Linked DNA regions of Mus musculus: region 2 is linked to region 1. Evidence: chromatin contacts called from public promoter capture Hi-C data. All regions are on one chromosome and are shown on one strand. Each heading gives the region's core, a stretch centred on a gene start, on an enhancer-like site or on the middle of the called end of the contact. The rest is flanking DNA. Distances are from core to core; before and after follow the strand shown. Region 1 holds the start of Htr5b (5-hydroxytryptamine (serotonin) receptor 5B). Region 2 holds the start of Ddx18 (DEAD box helicase 18).

Region 1 (7,688 bases), core at 1,837-4,336:
TGGGTGATGGGAGGTGAACTCAGATCCTCTACCAACGAGCAAGGGCTCCTAAGAACTGAGCCACCTCTCCAGCCCCAATGATCCCCTTAAAGATAACAAGTCTGTCTCAGAAAGCCTAAGTCGCTCAGAGTCTTTCAAGTGATAAATGGCATGACATTAAAAAACTACAAAGAGAATATATAGTAACATGAAAAATGTTAAGGGAAATGAGCGAAATAAAAAATTGATTTGGGGCATGAAAAATGTATGCGGAGAGAGGAGCAAAGGCTAAGAATAAAAACATATCATGGCTTTGGCGCAAGGTGAATTTTTCTATCTTTTAACATTCTCACTCTTTTTTCAGTAGGATGGCTAGGGTATCACTGCAAAAGTATTTCTCTTAAAGGATTCCTCTCAATTCCACAAAATAGCCCAATGTCCAGCCCGCAGTTATAGGCTGTGTGTGGCCCAGCACAGCTATGAATGTGTCCTGACACAAAATCTTTTTATCACATACCTGCAGGTCATCCCAGGAATCAGGGATGGAGCTTCTGGAAGAATCAGAGAAAAACGTTCATTTTCTTTTCAAACTAGGGCTGGGGAGATGTCTCAGCAATTAAAGCATTAGTCACACAGTTGTGAGGACTGGAATTTGGATTCCCCAGAGCCCGTGTAAATGCAGGTTGGGTGTAGTGACCTATAATGGCAGATGGAAGAGGTAGAGCTGGCAGAGAAAGCTGGCAACAGAAAATAGCCATATTATGAGAGACCTCGACTCAGTAAATAAGGTAGAAAAGAGATTGAAGCTCATTGCTGATGTCAACTGTGGCACACACACTCACACACATGTAAACATGCATACATGGGTATACACACCACACCACAGCACACCACACCACAGCACACCACACCACACAAAACAGGAATGAGGAGCTGGGGGAAGGCACTTTGCTTGCTCTAGCCTAGCAGGCCTTTCTGGGTCATCATCTTGGGAGGTCACTGACAGGGTGCAGAGGCCACTAACTCTTCCAACACATCGCTTGCTTGGCCTCCTTTGTCCCTAAAAGACCATAGGCATAGACACTGAGTTTTGTTATTGTTTGTTTTGTGACAGGCTCTTGATGACCAGGTTCAACTGGCAAAATGTATAATTACCTTTTGAGAAGAGAGTTGCTGTGAGGATTTTTCTACATCAGCTTGACCTACGGGCTTGTCTATGGGGAATTTTCTTGACTACCTCAAGTGGTATAGGAAGTCACAGCTTGAAAGAGGGCAGCACCAATCCTGGGTTTAGGTCTTGGGGTGTAGGAAAGAAGGAAAAGCTACTTGGACACTCTCCAACCCTGTATTCATTTCTCCCTGCTTGTCCCAAGCTCCTGCAGGATCCTGCAGGATCCTGGAGGATCACTGCTTAGCAATGATGGGCCACGGATAAATCCTTTCCCACTTAAGGTTGCTTTTGTTAGGGTATTTATCACAGCAACAGAAAGAAAACCAGAAAAAGTCTTGCTCATCTGGCTTTGACCTTACTTACTAGGTATAGTTATGTCTATTAGAGGTATAGCTATGCATATTACTATGAATAGCTATGTACATTAGAAGACAGCTTTGAATTTCTGATCCAACTACCTCCACCCCCACCCCCAGCCAACTGCTGGGATTGCAACCATATACACACCAGCATACGAGACTGATATGCTAGGTGAACCCTCAACCGTCTGACCTTTGTTCCAACCTTAAGGATGCTATCTCAAGTTTCTGTTTGACTCCCACCAACAGCCACAGCTTTAGAGTAATCACATTATGCTCTTAAAATAGCCAATTATTTTTACTTAAGACTTTTTCATACAATATACTTTGATATACTTTTTATTATTTGTTTGTTTGTTTGTTTGCTTGCTTCTGAGGCAGGGTTTTTCTGTGGTCCCAGCTGTCTTGGAGCTGACTGTGTAGGTCAGGCTGGCTTCAAAACTGCCTCTGCTTCCTGAGTGCTGGGATTAAAGAAAGGTGTATGCTACCACATCCAACTTGATATGCTTTTTTAAAGTATGAGACTGGGGCCTGCAAGATGGTTCACTGGGTCAAAACAGTTGGCACCAAGCCTGAAGATCTGAATTCCCTAGCTCTGAGTTCCATCCCTGGAATCCACACGGTGGACAGGAACAACTGACTTCCTTTAGTTTTTCTCTGACCTCCTCATGATCTCTCTCTCTCTCTCTCTCTCTCTCTCTCTCTCACACACACACACACACACGCACACGCACACGCACACGCACACACACACGTAAAAGTAATTTAAAGAATGAGATTGAAAATGGAATGGGGATGTTGGAGGAGGGTGAAGAGAATTTCACGTAAGTGCCGTTTTCCTTTACCCAAGGGTAAATGAGAGTAGCTGCGGGGTGGGGTGCCTGCCTATCCTGGACAAGACCCCTGCCTTCATCCCCAGCACCACAAGAAACAAAGTTGCAACAATAAAACCTCAGGTTTAAACTGGAAGAGGATAGTAGACTATTAGAAACCAAAAGGAGGTGGAGCACCTGAAGTTAGACATGGCAAGCAGGTTGGAAACTGTCCCTCTTCTAGATCTCTGTCCAACAGCTTCAGCCTGGAGTTGTTAGCATAAAACTAAGGGATAAACTGCAAGGTCCAAGAAACCCTCCCTATGAGTTGGGCACCAAGCAGCTGGGATGGAGCACAGAGCACTGAGCACCTAGCACCTAACAGCTGGGGAGCAGAACTTTCTGTTTCATGCACTCCAATATTTGGGACTCTTACTCTGGATACAGGTAGAATCAGGGCTCCAGGAAACCACAATGCCTTTGGCTGGTAGCCCAACAATGTCTCAGTGTCTAACAGAACCAACAAGTCCACTTGAGGGATCTGCGGAGGTGGTAGCTATGGAATTCCAACAGGATGTTAACAACTTTTCCCTGAGGCGACCGCTGCTAGCTTTCTCTCCGCCCCTCGGAGGTGGGAGACCGCTAGTACTGCGCTACAGCTACAGCTCCTATTGGTGGAGGCTCCAAAACTCCTCCGCCCATTTCAGCCCACACGAGGAGCCCTTTGGTTCCAGCAACCATTCAGGGAAGGTCTCTATTGAGCCCAGGCACCAGTCCCCAATCCTCTGCAGTCGGTTTGATGCGCTGGGCAAAGCTGGACTAAGGAGTCTCATCTGGAAAAGAGGGTCCACGAAAAAGGCCAAAAGAAGCGCCAAAAGGAGGCTGCAGTTTGGAAAAGGGACAAGGGTGGCGCGGTTTGGACATCTTTTTGCGTTGCTGGGCGCGCGGAGTGCCTCTCTTGCTTCTCTTGCTTCGCCACCTATCCACAGTTCATGCAACCACGGGCACATCTCCTGCCCCAGAGCCCAAGTCCCTGAATAATGGAAGTTTCTAACCTCTCAGGCGCCACTCCCGGCCTTGCCTTTCCTCCGGGACCCGAGAGCTGCAGTGACAGCCCAAGTTCCGGCAGGAGCATGGGATCCACCCCAGGTGGGCTCATCTTGCCTGGCCGCGAGCCGCCCTTCTCTGCTTTCACCGTGCTTGTGGTGACTCTACTGGTGTTGCTGATCGTTGCCACTTTCTTATGGAATCTGCTAGTTCTGGTGACTATCCTGCGTGTCCGCGCCTTCCACCGCGTGCCACATAACTTGGTGGCCTCGACAGCCGTCTCGGATGTCCTGGTGGCGGCTCTGGTGATGCCTCTGAGCCTGGTGAGCGAGTTGTCCGTTGGGCGACGTTGGCAGCTAGGCAGGAGTCTGTGCCACGTGTGGATCTCCTTCGACGTGTTGTGCTGCACCGCCAGCATCTGGAACGTGGCGGCCATCGCCCTGGATCGCTACTGGACTATCACGCGCCACCTGCAGTACACGCTGCGCACCCGGAGCCGTGCTTCTGCGCTCATGATCGCGATCACCTGGGCACTGTCCGCGCTCATTGCTCTCGCCCCGCTGCTTTTTGGCTGGGGCGAAGCCTATGATGCTCGGCTGCAGCGTTGCCAGGTGAGCCAGGAGCCCTCCTATGCTGTCTTCTCCACCTGCGGAGCCTTCTACCTGCCTCTGGCGGTGGTGCTCTTCGTCTACTGGAAAATATACAAAGCCGCCAAATTTCGATTCGGCCGCAGACGGCGGGCGGTGGTACCGCTTCCTGCCACCACGCAGGTAACAGGGACTCTTTGTGGATTTCTCGGTGTGGATGTGGGGGTGGGGGTAGTGCGGAGGAAGGGTCCTGGAAAGAAATAAAAATAGAAAATGGAAGAGTAGAACGGAGTTTGGACTTTGGTGTGTAAGAGAGGAGAGGAAATGTCGCATCTGGAGCGCGGGAGAAGGCCATCTGCTCTTGAGCTCGTGGGGTGGCTTAGCGCTTGTATTTCTAGAGAACCACCTGCGGGATATGCACCTGTGAAAATTATTTTCTAAACTTGTACATGAGAACTAGCTCTGGAGCCTCCAAACCTCGTGTGTGTGTGTGTGTGTGTGTGTGTGTGAGTGTGTGTGTGTGTGTGTGTGTGTTGTTTTGAGACGGGGTCTCATGAGGCCCAGATTGAACTCCAACTTTTTATGGAAAAGTATAACCTTGGACTTCTAATCCCAGCACTCAGGAGGCAGAAGCAAGTGGATTTCTGAGTTCGAGGCCAGCCTGGTCTACAGAGTGAGTTCCAGGACAGCCAGGGCTATACAGAGAAACCCTGTCTCGAAAAACAAAACAAAACAAAACAAACAAACAAACAAACAAAAAACCCACCGTGGACTTCTAATCCCCTGGCCTCAAGTGGAGGATTACAGGCATGCATTACCAATCTCCTTGAATTGGGGCGGGGGTGGGGTGGTGGAGGGAGAGGAAGGGAATGGAACTCCGGGGTTTCCTGTACCGGAAGCAACTCTCTACCAACTCAGCTACATCCCCAGCCTGTCTTTCTTGATAGTGATCAAGTCCTATCTACCTAGCTGGTCTTAGGCAGCCAAGACAGCTTGAGCTCTATCCCTGAGAGTTGTCCTCTGAGCTCCATGTGGACCACACATGCACACAAACTCGTAAATGTTACACACACACACACACACACACACACACACACACACACACCAATACTTAGCAGCAGTCATCATTCCTTCGATCCTGGAGTGGCTCTGTCCACATCAGGTCTGGAGTTGCCATCTTCTTGATCCTGGCTAGACTAGACTGTCCTGGACTTCTGTGGAATGTCAATTACGTTAATATAAGTAAAGAAATACCTGTAGCTGTCACTCTTTATTGTCATTGACCCCAGGTTCTTCTTCACAGTGACCAGATTCTAAAACTCTATAAGCCACTTCCCAACCCCCCCTTCTCTCTCTCTCTCTCTCTCTCTCTCTCTCTCTCTCTCTCTCTGTGTGTGTGTGTGTGTGTGTGTGTCTGTGTGTCTGTGTGTGTCTGTGTCTATGTGTGTGTGTCTCTGTGTGTGTCCCTTTGTTTACTTATCCCAATCCCAGAGATGTCTCCTGGAGATTTGGGAGAGAGAACCTGGGTTGTAGTTTCCATTCCAGACATCCATTAATACTTGTGTGTCTCCTTTTCCTCATTTTTAAACACGTAGGTTACTAGTTTTTAACAATTGAATATTTTTAAGGCAGGGTCTCAGGTATTGCAAGCTGGCATGGAACTTCCTGAGTGACAAAGGATGACCTTGAAATTCTGATCCTTCCTCCTTCACCCCCAAAAGTGTGGAAGTCAGAGGCAGTACCACCATTCCTGCTTTGTGTGGTTCTGGGAATGAAACCTACAGCTTTATGCATGCTGGGCAAGCATTCTACCAACTGAGTCACACCCCCAGTCTTCCCCCGAGGAAGACCCCACCAACTGAAGAACACAAAGATAACTACATTGTCCTGGTCATGATGAGCGGCTGACCACCAGTCTAGCTGAATCAAGGAGCTGCAGGTTTAAAGAGAGACCCTGCCTGGAACTATGATAGGGAGCAAACATACCCATGTGCACATACACACAAATACAAAAGGGTCAAAATGAACAAGCTAAGAAAGGCTGTTGTTTGTCTTACTTTTCCAAGTCAGCTCAGATACTAGGCTACCAGACATGTATATGAGCTTTTAAAAGTAGATTCATTTCAGTTTAATTAAATGGCAGAGGAATTTTTTTTTTTTAGCACAAAACAGGAATGTCAAGTCTATAATTGGAAAGTGCTGGAAAGGAGAGCTTTATTCAGAATTAATGATGTTCTTTGAAAGGTCCCTCGGAAATGCCTGGGGTGATTATAGCTTCTCTGTCTGGTTGCAGGGGGAGCCTGACTTTTAATAGCTACATCAATCCAGTTATGCACCTAGGAAAATCACAGTGGAATGGATGCCCAGAAGGCTTGCCAAGTCTGATTTTATTCCTTATTTTGGTAGAAGAAACAGTCTTTATTATCATTATTATTATTTTTTAGGTTTGGTTTTGCATTGCTGCGGATCAAGCCCAGGACCCTGTACATGCCAGGCAAGCACACTGCCACTTAGTGTCATCCCACGCCTTTACCATTTGCTTCAGACAGCCCATTTAGACAGCAGATATGAAGAGATGGCTTATCAGAAGTAGTCTGTGATGGGGAGAGAGAATTCCAGCCGGTAGGTCCAGCACTGTGCTGAGTTATTCTTTAGTGGTAGGGCCTGTGGAAAGCTTTCCTCCACTCTGGGTCTCAACTTCTAAAACACAGAGCATTATCTCCTTCGTGGTTTGAAAGTGAAATGTCTCCCTTAGGCTCATAGGTTTCAACACCTGGCTCCCAGCTGGGGATGCTATTTGGGAAGGTTGCGAAGAGGCAGAGCCTACCCAGAAGAAATGGGTCATGGGAAATGACCTCTGATCTCCCAGCTCTTCTTTTCTCCCACATTCTGCTTCCTGGCTGAGGCTGCAGTTAGACCAGGCACCGCCTCCTCTTAGCATCATAGTTTCCCACCATGACGAAGCAATGGTTGTCCTGGAACTCTATGTAGATCAGGTTGGCTTTGAACTCACAGATATCTGCCTGTCTCTGCCCGCCAAGAGCTGAGGTAAAAGGTGTGCTCCTCCACATATAGCTGATGATTAGTTTTCCACTGTCAACTCAACAGAGGAATGGATACAAAAAATGTGGTACATTTACACAATGGAGTACTACTCAGCTATTAAAAAGAATGAATTTATGAAATTCCTAGGCAAATGGATGGACTGGAGGGCATCATCCTGAGTGAGGTAACACAATCACAAAAGAACTCAAATGATATGTACTCACTGATAAGTAGAAATTACCCCAGAAACTTAGTATATCCGAGATATAAGATACAATTTGGAAAACACATGAAACTGAAAAAGAACGAAGACCAAAGTGTGTACACTTTGCCCCTTCTTAGAATTGGAAACAATCACCCATGGAAGGAGTTACAGAGACAAAGTTTGGAGCTGAGACAAAAGGATGGACCATCTAGAGACTGCCATATCCAGAGATCCATCCCATAATTAGCCTCCAAATGATGACACCATTGCATACACTAGCAAGTGTTTGTTGCAAGGACCGTGATATAGCTGTCTCTTGTGAGACTAGGCCGGGGCCTAGCAAACACAGAAATGGATGCTTACAGTCAACTATTGGATGGATCACAGGGCCCCCAATGGAGGAGCTAGAGAAAGTATCCAAGGAGCTAAAGAGATCTGCAACCCTGTAGGTGCAACATTATGAACTAACCAGTACCCCGGAGC
Region 2 (7,688 bases), core at 3,692-6,191, 40 kb before region 1:
TCTTGCTTTTTCTAGGGCATGGTTTCTGTCGTTGTATTGGTTTTTTCTGTTTTTATCCTTTGAAGGGCTGGATTCATGGAAAGATAATGTGTGAATTTGGTTCTGTCATGGAATACTTTTTTTTCTCCATCTGAGGTAATTGAAAGTTTGGCTGGGTATAGTAGCCTGGGCCTGCATTTGTGTTCTCTTAGTGTCTGTATAACATCTGTCCAGGCTCTTCTGGCTTTCATAGTCTCTGGTGAAAATTCTGGTGTAATTCTGATAGGCTTGCCTTTATATCTTACTTGACCTTTTTCCCGTACTGCTTTTAATATTCTGTCTTTATTTAGTGCATTTGTTATTCTGATTATTATGTGTCGGGAGGATTTCTTTTCTGGTCCTGTCTATTTGGAGTTCTGTAGGCTTCTTGTAGGTTCATGGGCATCTCTTTCTTTAGGTTTGGGAAGTTTTCTTCTATAATTTTGTTGAAGATATTTGCTGGTCCTTTGAGTTGAAAATCATCTACTCCTATTATCCGTAGGTTTGATCTTCTCTTTGTGTCCTGGATTTCTTGGATGTTTTGAGTTAGGATCTTTTTGCATTTTCCATTTTCTTTGATTGTTGTGCTGATGTTTTCTATGGAATCTTCTGCACCTGAGATTGTCTTTTCCATCTCTTGTATTCTGTTGCTGATGCTTGCATCTATGGTTCCAGATTTCTTTCCTAGGGTTTCTATCTCCAGCATTGCCTAACTTTGGGTTTTCTTTATTGTGTCTACTTCCCTTTTTAGGTCTTGGATGGTTTTATTCAATTCCATCACCTGTTTGGTCATGTTTTCCTGCAATTCTTTAAGAAATTTTTGTGCTTCCTCTTTAAGGTCTTCTACCTGTTTAGCAGTGTTCTCCTGTATTTATTTAAGTGATTTATTAAAGTCCTTCTTGATGTCCTCTACCATCATCATGAGATATGCTTTTAAATCCGGGTCTAGCTTTTCAGGTGTGTTGGGGTGCCCTGGACTGGGCGAGGTGGGAGTGCTGGGTTCTGATGATGGTGAGTGGTCTTGGTTTCTGTTAGTAAGATTCTTACATTTGCCTTTCGCCATCTGGTAATCTCTGGAGTTGGTTGTTATAGTTGTCTCTGGTTACAGATTGTTCCTCTCGTGATTCTGTTAGGCTCTATCAGCAGACCTGGGAAACTAGCTCTCTCCTCTGAGTTTCAGTGGTCAGAGCACTCTCTGCTGGCAAGCTCTCCTCTTACAGGGAAGGTGCACAGATATCTGGTTTTCGGACCTCCCTCCTGGCCGAAGATGAAGGCCCAAAACAGGACCTGTCCCAGAAGATGTGTTGCTTCGGCCTGTCACAGAAGCTGTTAGCCTCTGTAGTCCACACTCTCACCTGCACAGACTAGTCTCAGAGGGATCCGGGAATCAAGATGGCTCCCCCAGGTGCTCCTGCAAAGCCCTCCCAGGCCGGGCGGACACCTATCCTCTGGCAAGGAAGGTGCCCGGATGTCTGGAGCCTGAAAAGGGGGCTGCCTAAGAAGCTCTGTGCCTCCTGCCTGTCCCAGAAGCTGTTAGCTTCTATAGTCCACACTCTCACCTGTGCAGACTAGTCTTGGTGGAATCCAGGAACCAAGATGTCTCCCGCCGATCGGTTCTTTCTTTTTTGTATAAAATACAACACCTACTATGTTACAATTTTTAATGATAGGTCAAAACCTACAATTCAGATACAAACGCAATAACTAATTATGAATGTGCTCAAATGTCTAATAAATACTTGATATAAATTGTGTTCAGAGTGCACAGCCCAGAGATAAACAATTAATTTTTTGTTTTGTTTTTGTTTATCAAGACAGATTTTTTCTGTGTAACCCTGCCTGTCCTAGACCTGCTCTGTAGACCATGCTGTCCTTGAATTCACAGAGATCTGTGTCCTGAGTGCTGGGATTAAAGGCCATGTGCCACCATGACCATGCAACAATTAATTTTAAAGTAACCAGATATCCCTGTAAAGGATGAGCTCAGCAATAAACATCAAACTTTCAAAGACACAAAAATATGTTCCATCTGGATTTGTCGCTGAATCCTGAATATTTCTGTTCCTAGTTTTTCATGGAGAGTGACTGGAATATCATTTGTGAGAGGCGGAGGAGACAGCTCATTTGTAAAGTACCTGCTGTGCAAGCATAAGGACCTGAGTCTGAATCCGTCAACCAAGTAAACGGCAGACTAGCAGTAGACATCTGTAGTCGTGAAACTCGTGGACAGAGACAGAAAGATTCCTGGAAAGTGTAGGCAGAGAGTCCGGGGGAACCAGTGAATTCTCCACTCAGTGACAGACTCTTGTTTCAAAACAATAAAACAGACTTGCTATTGAAGAAGACACAGGTCATTGATTTGTGCCCTCCATAGGCACCTGCACACATATACACATGCCCAAGTGCACACAAACACACACACAAAGAAAATATTTCAAATTTAGTCTGTTCTAGCCCTATAGCTTTTGTGACCCTACAGGCAACAGCCATTTGATTGCCTAAAGACAACCAGGCTGTGAAATAGCAGCATGGCATGCTAATTTATAGAATATTTACAGTAATGCAGCACTTTGAAGACTCCTATATACTATAGAGTGGTGAATTTTGTAGAAAATGGTATTGAAAAGATCATAGACGATCACTTCGTGTGTTCTGGGGATATGATTCCTGCCATTATGCCTAAAGACCAGGATTTAATCTTCAGTTCAACAATAACAACAACAACAAAGGTAAAGAAAGAGCCTTATTTCAGAGATTAGAGCAAGTGTGATCATTACTTCTAACGATTCTAAGGTGTTGGTACAACAGACTGATTTATCCCATGAATCAAAGCCCTTCTTCTCTGATTAAAATATAAGAATCTACATTTTACTTTACGACACTATTCTTGGTTCAAGGATCCCAGGAGAAATTTCAAAGAATAGCATGGGTAAAGCATAGTTGTGTAATTTAAATGTTCTCCACTCCACCCCTGTGTGTGTGTGTGTGTGTGTGTGTGTGTGCGCGCGCGCATGTTTGTGCATGTGTGTTTTCATCAAAGGATATCCTTGGATGTCAGAGTTCTTTGAAGTAACAGAATTTAATAGGATGACTCTACATAGATAGATAGATAGATAGATAGATAGATAGATAGATAGATAGACAGACAGACAGGATAGAATTTATTGGAATGACTTACAGACTGCAGACCAGCTAATCCAGCAGTGGCTAGCTGTGAACAGAAAGTCCAAGAATCCAGTAGTTGCTCAGGCCACAAGGTGGTCTCAGTTGGTCTTCAGTATATGCTGAAATCCCAAAGAAGTAGGTTCTAATGCCAGTGAAGAAAAGATGGGCTAGCAAGACCAAGGCAAGCAGGCAAAGACCATGTTCATGTCCTTATACCTTCCAGTGGAAGATGTGGCCCAGATTAAATGTGTACCTTCCAGCCTTAAGATCCAGATCAAATGTGTTTGTCTTCTTCCCTCAAAGGTCTGAACTAGAAGTGTATTCACCCACTTTAGACCAAGAAAAATAATCTTTCACGGGTGTGCCCTCCTTTTCTGGATTGTAGTTCATTCCAGAGGTAGTCAATTTGACAACAAGAATAGCCATCACAGATGTCAGTCACTATCCATCTTGAGACATGGTTTCTCCTAGACCTGGTCTTACAGGGATGCTGGCCTCTGAGCACCAGTACAACTGGCTTTCTTCCTATGAGAGGTAGATGGAACTCAGGGCTTGTATTTGCAAGGCAATCACTTTATAGACTAAGGCATCTCCTCAGCCCCAATTATAATACTTCTATAGACTTAGGAGTAATGTGTAGCTCCATTGAATGGTGACTGACATGAAAGAGGCCCTGGGTTCAATACCCAGAACTGCAATACTGAATTAAAGACTCTATCTGCATGCCCATCCCGGGACTGACTGACTGCTGACTCTCTCTCTCTCTCTCTCTCTCTCTCTCTCTCTCTCTCTCTCTCTCTCTCTGTCACACACACACACACACACACACACACACACACACACACACACACACACACACACACAATCTATGCACAATGGAGGCTGAAGGAAGACATCACCCAAATGTCCATCCTGAAACCAGGATCTTTCTCAGGCAGCGCACGAACTTCCCTGTCGGTATGTTTTCTGTAACTGTGTTTCTGTCTTCGTGGAAGTTGTGTAAAAATTCAGTGTTTTACCTATGTCATTCACCATACATCTACCGCAAACTAGCACAAAAGTGAAAGAAAGAAAGAAAAAGAAAGAAAGAAAGAGACGAGAAGAGAAGAGAAGAGAAGAGAAGAGAAGAGAAGAGAAGAGAAAAAAAGAAAAGAAAAGAAAAGAGAAAAAAAGAAAAGAAAAGAAAAGAAAAGAAAAGAAAAGAAAAGAAAAGAAAAGAAAAGAAAAGAAAAGAAAAGAAGAGTGCAACGCCCTGAAAAATTGAGGGAAAACTATACGGTGAGAAAAGACGTTTGTGTGATACAGGGTCCAAATTGAAGTGGGTTTGTTGTTGGGTTTTTGTTTTTGTTTCTTTAGTCTTTTTGTTTTGTTTGGAAGGCACTGGGGTGGAGGGGTGGAGTGCTGCCCTGTGGACCAGGCTGGTCTCAGCTCAGAGATCCACTTGCTCTTGCCTCCCTCACGCTGAGACTAAAGGTGAACACCACCATCCCCGTCTCCCAAGAAGGTTTTAAGACTTAAACCTCTTCTGACAGGATACTGGCACCTCTCTAGCAGTGAAGGGAAAGAGACTCTTCTGAGCCACAAGGAATTCCGTCTTCCAATCGGCTTTTTTATTGTGCAGTCTTGGTTTGTAAAACTCTGGGGCCATTAGCAAGGCGAACGGGTTCACAACGAGTCGTCCTCCAGTCGCCAGGGGGCGCTGCAGGAAATTCGGTCTCCAAAGGGAACCCAGCTCTCACCAGGAACTGTTTCCGCCCGAAGCATTTCCGCCCCGCGGGTCCGCAGGCTCCAGCGGTACACTTCCGACTTGCAATTGCGCACGTGCATCTGTCTCGGTGCAGACGGCTGGGCGGCCTGGCAAGATGTCGCAGTTACAGATGAAACTCCTGCGCAGGAAGATCGAGAAGCGGAATGCCAAGCTGCGGCAGCGAAACCTGAAGCTGCAAGGTGAGCTGTGCTGAACCCCGCACTGGCGAACGACGTGGGGAACCCAGGAACTCGGCGGTGCGCTGGGCAGCTTCCGGCGGGAGCCGGGGATGCGCGGCACGAGCAGGCCGCCTGGGTCCCAGCCCCCGTGGACCCTTCATTGGTTCTGCCCTTTGCCGGCGTGGCTTTCTCGACTCAGGGTGAAAGCGGGAGGCCTCGGACTTTCTTCCCCAACTTTCTATTGGCAAGAAAACCTGCAGATTACCCTAGACCCCCCCATCAGCATCTTTAGTCCCCACGTAGAACTTTGTATCCATTACGGTTCCCGACTTTCACTTAATTGCTCGATCTCATCCCCTGCCCAAACTTACGAATTGTTTTCCTCGGAGCTTTCCCAGTGATACAGCTCTCTCCCCCAAACCCGTTCTTTTCATTCCTGCAGCGATCCTCTTCATATGTTAGGCAGAACCCTCCCAGTGTTTTTTGTCGCGCACAACTTAGTGAATTCCTTAACGTCTTGGTTTTGGCACAAGGGCTTAAATGAAAAATTTACACATGTCACTTTCTTGTTGCAGTTTCTGTAGCTTGTTTAGGTTACCTACCTGTAGGGGTTCTTAGCCTTTGTAATGCTGTACCCCTTTAATACAGTTCCTCATATTGTGTTGACACACACACACCATAAAATAACCTCGTTGCTACTTCATGGCTGTAATTTTGCTATTATGAATCGTAATGTAAATATCTGGTATGAGACAACTGTAGTGGGGGTTGGGGGGTCGAGAGATCAGTATGTTGAGGATCGCTGAATAATTGTCTAGACCCACGCAATTTTCAACAGATAGTATTTGAAAGACATCCCAGAGGGGATGGTGGATTTTAGGCAAAAGTATTGATGTTCCTTCACTTAGTACCTGTAGAATAATTAATGCTACTTAGTAGCTACTTCTTGGTGTGGGTAATGATGTAAATTAAAGATGGTGTTGCCTTCATTCTCTTTGTATGAAAATGGAAAACTTGTGAGGATAGTTTGGGGCTTTAATAGGGTTTTAATGAGTGGTTTTCGTTTACTGAATTTTCAGTTCACCAAAGTCTAGGAAAGTTGGGTTTGAATGAAGTGAAATTATATAAGTAATAATTGTGGGAATGCGAAGTAAATATCATTCAGTTATATTTATCAGACACTTGGCCGTGGCTGTTCCAGTACTAGCTCTGTATACCAGGCTGGCCTCAAACTCATAGAGATCCACCAGCTTCTGCCTTTCATGTACTAGGACTAAAGGTGTGTGCCAACACCAGCAGGCCAAATGCTTAATGTTAAAATATATATTTCTCCTCATTGCTGTTTACTAATCATTTGATTTAATTATGTGATCTTGCTGACATTTTTCTGTCACAAATTTCTATATAGCCGTAAACAGATAGGGTCTTTTGAAGTTAAAACAACTTTCCTTTACTGACATTTTTTTTTTCCATAAAGAAAATGTGCCTTTTCTATAATAGAGTACCAATATTTGGTTTTAACAGTGAACATACAAGAAAAACTAAATGATTGGGGTTCCAGAAAACCCATAATTTCTCCTGTGAAGGTCAGTGTTTATAAGTAAGCTTTCTCTTGTCACAGTGTAAGTTCTGTTTTTAAACAGAAACATCAGACACAAGCCTGTCCCAACCTCAAAATGGAGATGTGCCTAAAGAAACAGGAAAAGGTGGAAAAGTGAAAAAGGCCCTGAAACGTTCTGTGCCTGTGGACTCAGCAGAAGCACAAAGTGGAGGCATGCCTGAGGAGACCTTGGAAAATGGCAAAGTTAAAAAGTCACCCCAGAAACTCACAACTTTAGCCAACGGAGAAGCAGCACCAACACCACCTCCTGATTCAGAAGTAAAAAAGAAAAAGAAGAAAAAGAGGAAAATGGCAAATGATGCCGGGCCTGGTAGGTTTTTGGTGTTTTGTTTTGTTTTAATATTGGTCATTCAGATAGCTTTTCAGCTCTTGGTCACTTTTCTCTATTGTTGTATGTGTGAAGCATCCCCTATGCTCACCACCATGAGTCTACCCTGGGAGCTAAAAGACACCTTTTATTGGTAGACAAGGGAAGTGGGTTTTAGGTTTTCCCTAGATTTGTATGTGTTTTAAGTTAGCTGCCCTTGGGAAAAGTTCAAATTTGATAAGAATTTCTTTAGATTTATAATACTCCACTATGGGTTTTAGGGAGCAGTTCATTGGGCTTTGTAAATAAACTGGATCTATCATCACATAGTCTTTTGGGTTTGTATATTTCCGTGATTTCGAACACAACATGGATCTATGATGGTGATGGGATGATGGTGATGGGAAGTATCTCCCAGGCTTTTCTGTGTGAAGGTACTTCACATTAATCATTCTTTGATCTCTTGATTTACTTGTCTTTTGCCCATATATTTTTGTAAGCCCTCTTCCCCATAAGTACTTACTTGCAGAGTCTGTAAGATAACTTGTAGGAAAGTTGTGAATAAATAAGACATTGATTTTTCAAGTGAGCAGATAGTACAGGGCACTGTGTGCCTTAGTCGAACATGTGCCTCTTTCCTCCTGAAGTGTG

Evidence for each region. Capture Hi-C pulls out chosen DNA fragments and counts their contacts.
Region 2: a promoter capture Hi-C map of pancreatic islet shows a contact between it and region 1. The contact joins the promoter of Ddx18 here to the promoter of Htr5b in region 1. A contact is called at or near these places in 2 of 39 promoter capture datasets (the HPC-7 cell line and embryonic stem cells), 1 of 484 Hi-C or Micro-C datasets (hematopoietic stem and progenitor cells), 3 of 115 datasets of contacts at active chromatin or transcription factors (bone marrow-derived macrophages and embryonic stem cells) and 3 of 9 other capture datasets (adipose tissue, liver and pancreatic islet).

Annotation. Positions count from the first base shown.
Region 1 is chr1:121,523,863-121,531,550 of GRCm38.p6, reverse strand. Htr5b (5-hydroxytryptamine (serotonin) receptor 5B) reads left to right here and starts at 3,086. Exons shown (of 2, transcript NM_010483.3): 1 at 3,086-4,138. The coding sequence starts at 3,362.
Region 2 is chr1:121,565,233-121,572,920 of GRCm38.p6, reverse strand. Ddx18 (DEAD box helicase 18) reads left to right here and starts at 4,941. Exons shown (of 13, transcript NM_025860.3): 1 at 4,941-5,130; 2 at 6,753-7,040. The coding sequence starts at 5,046.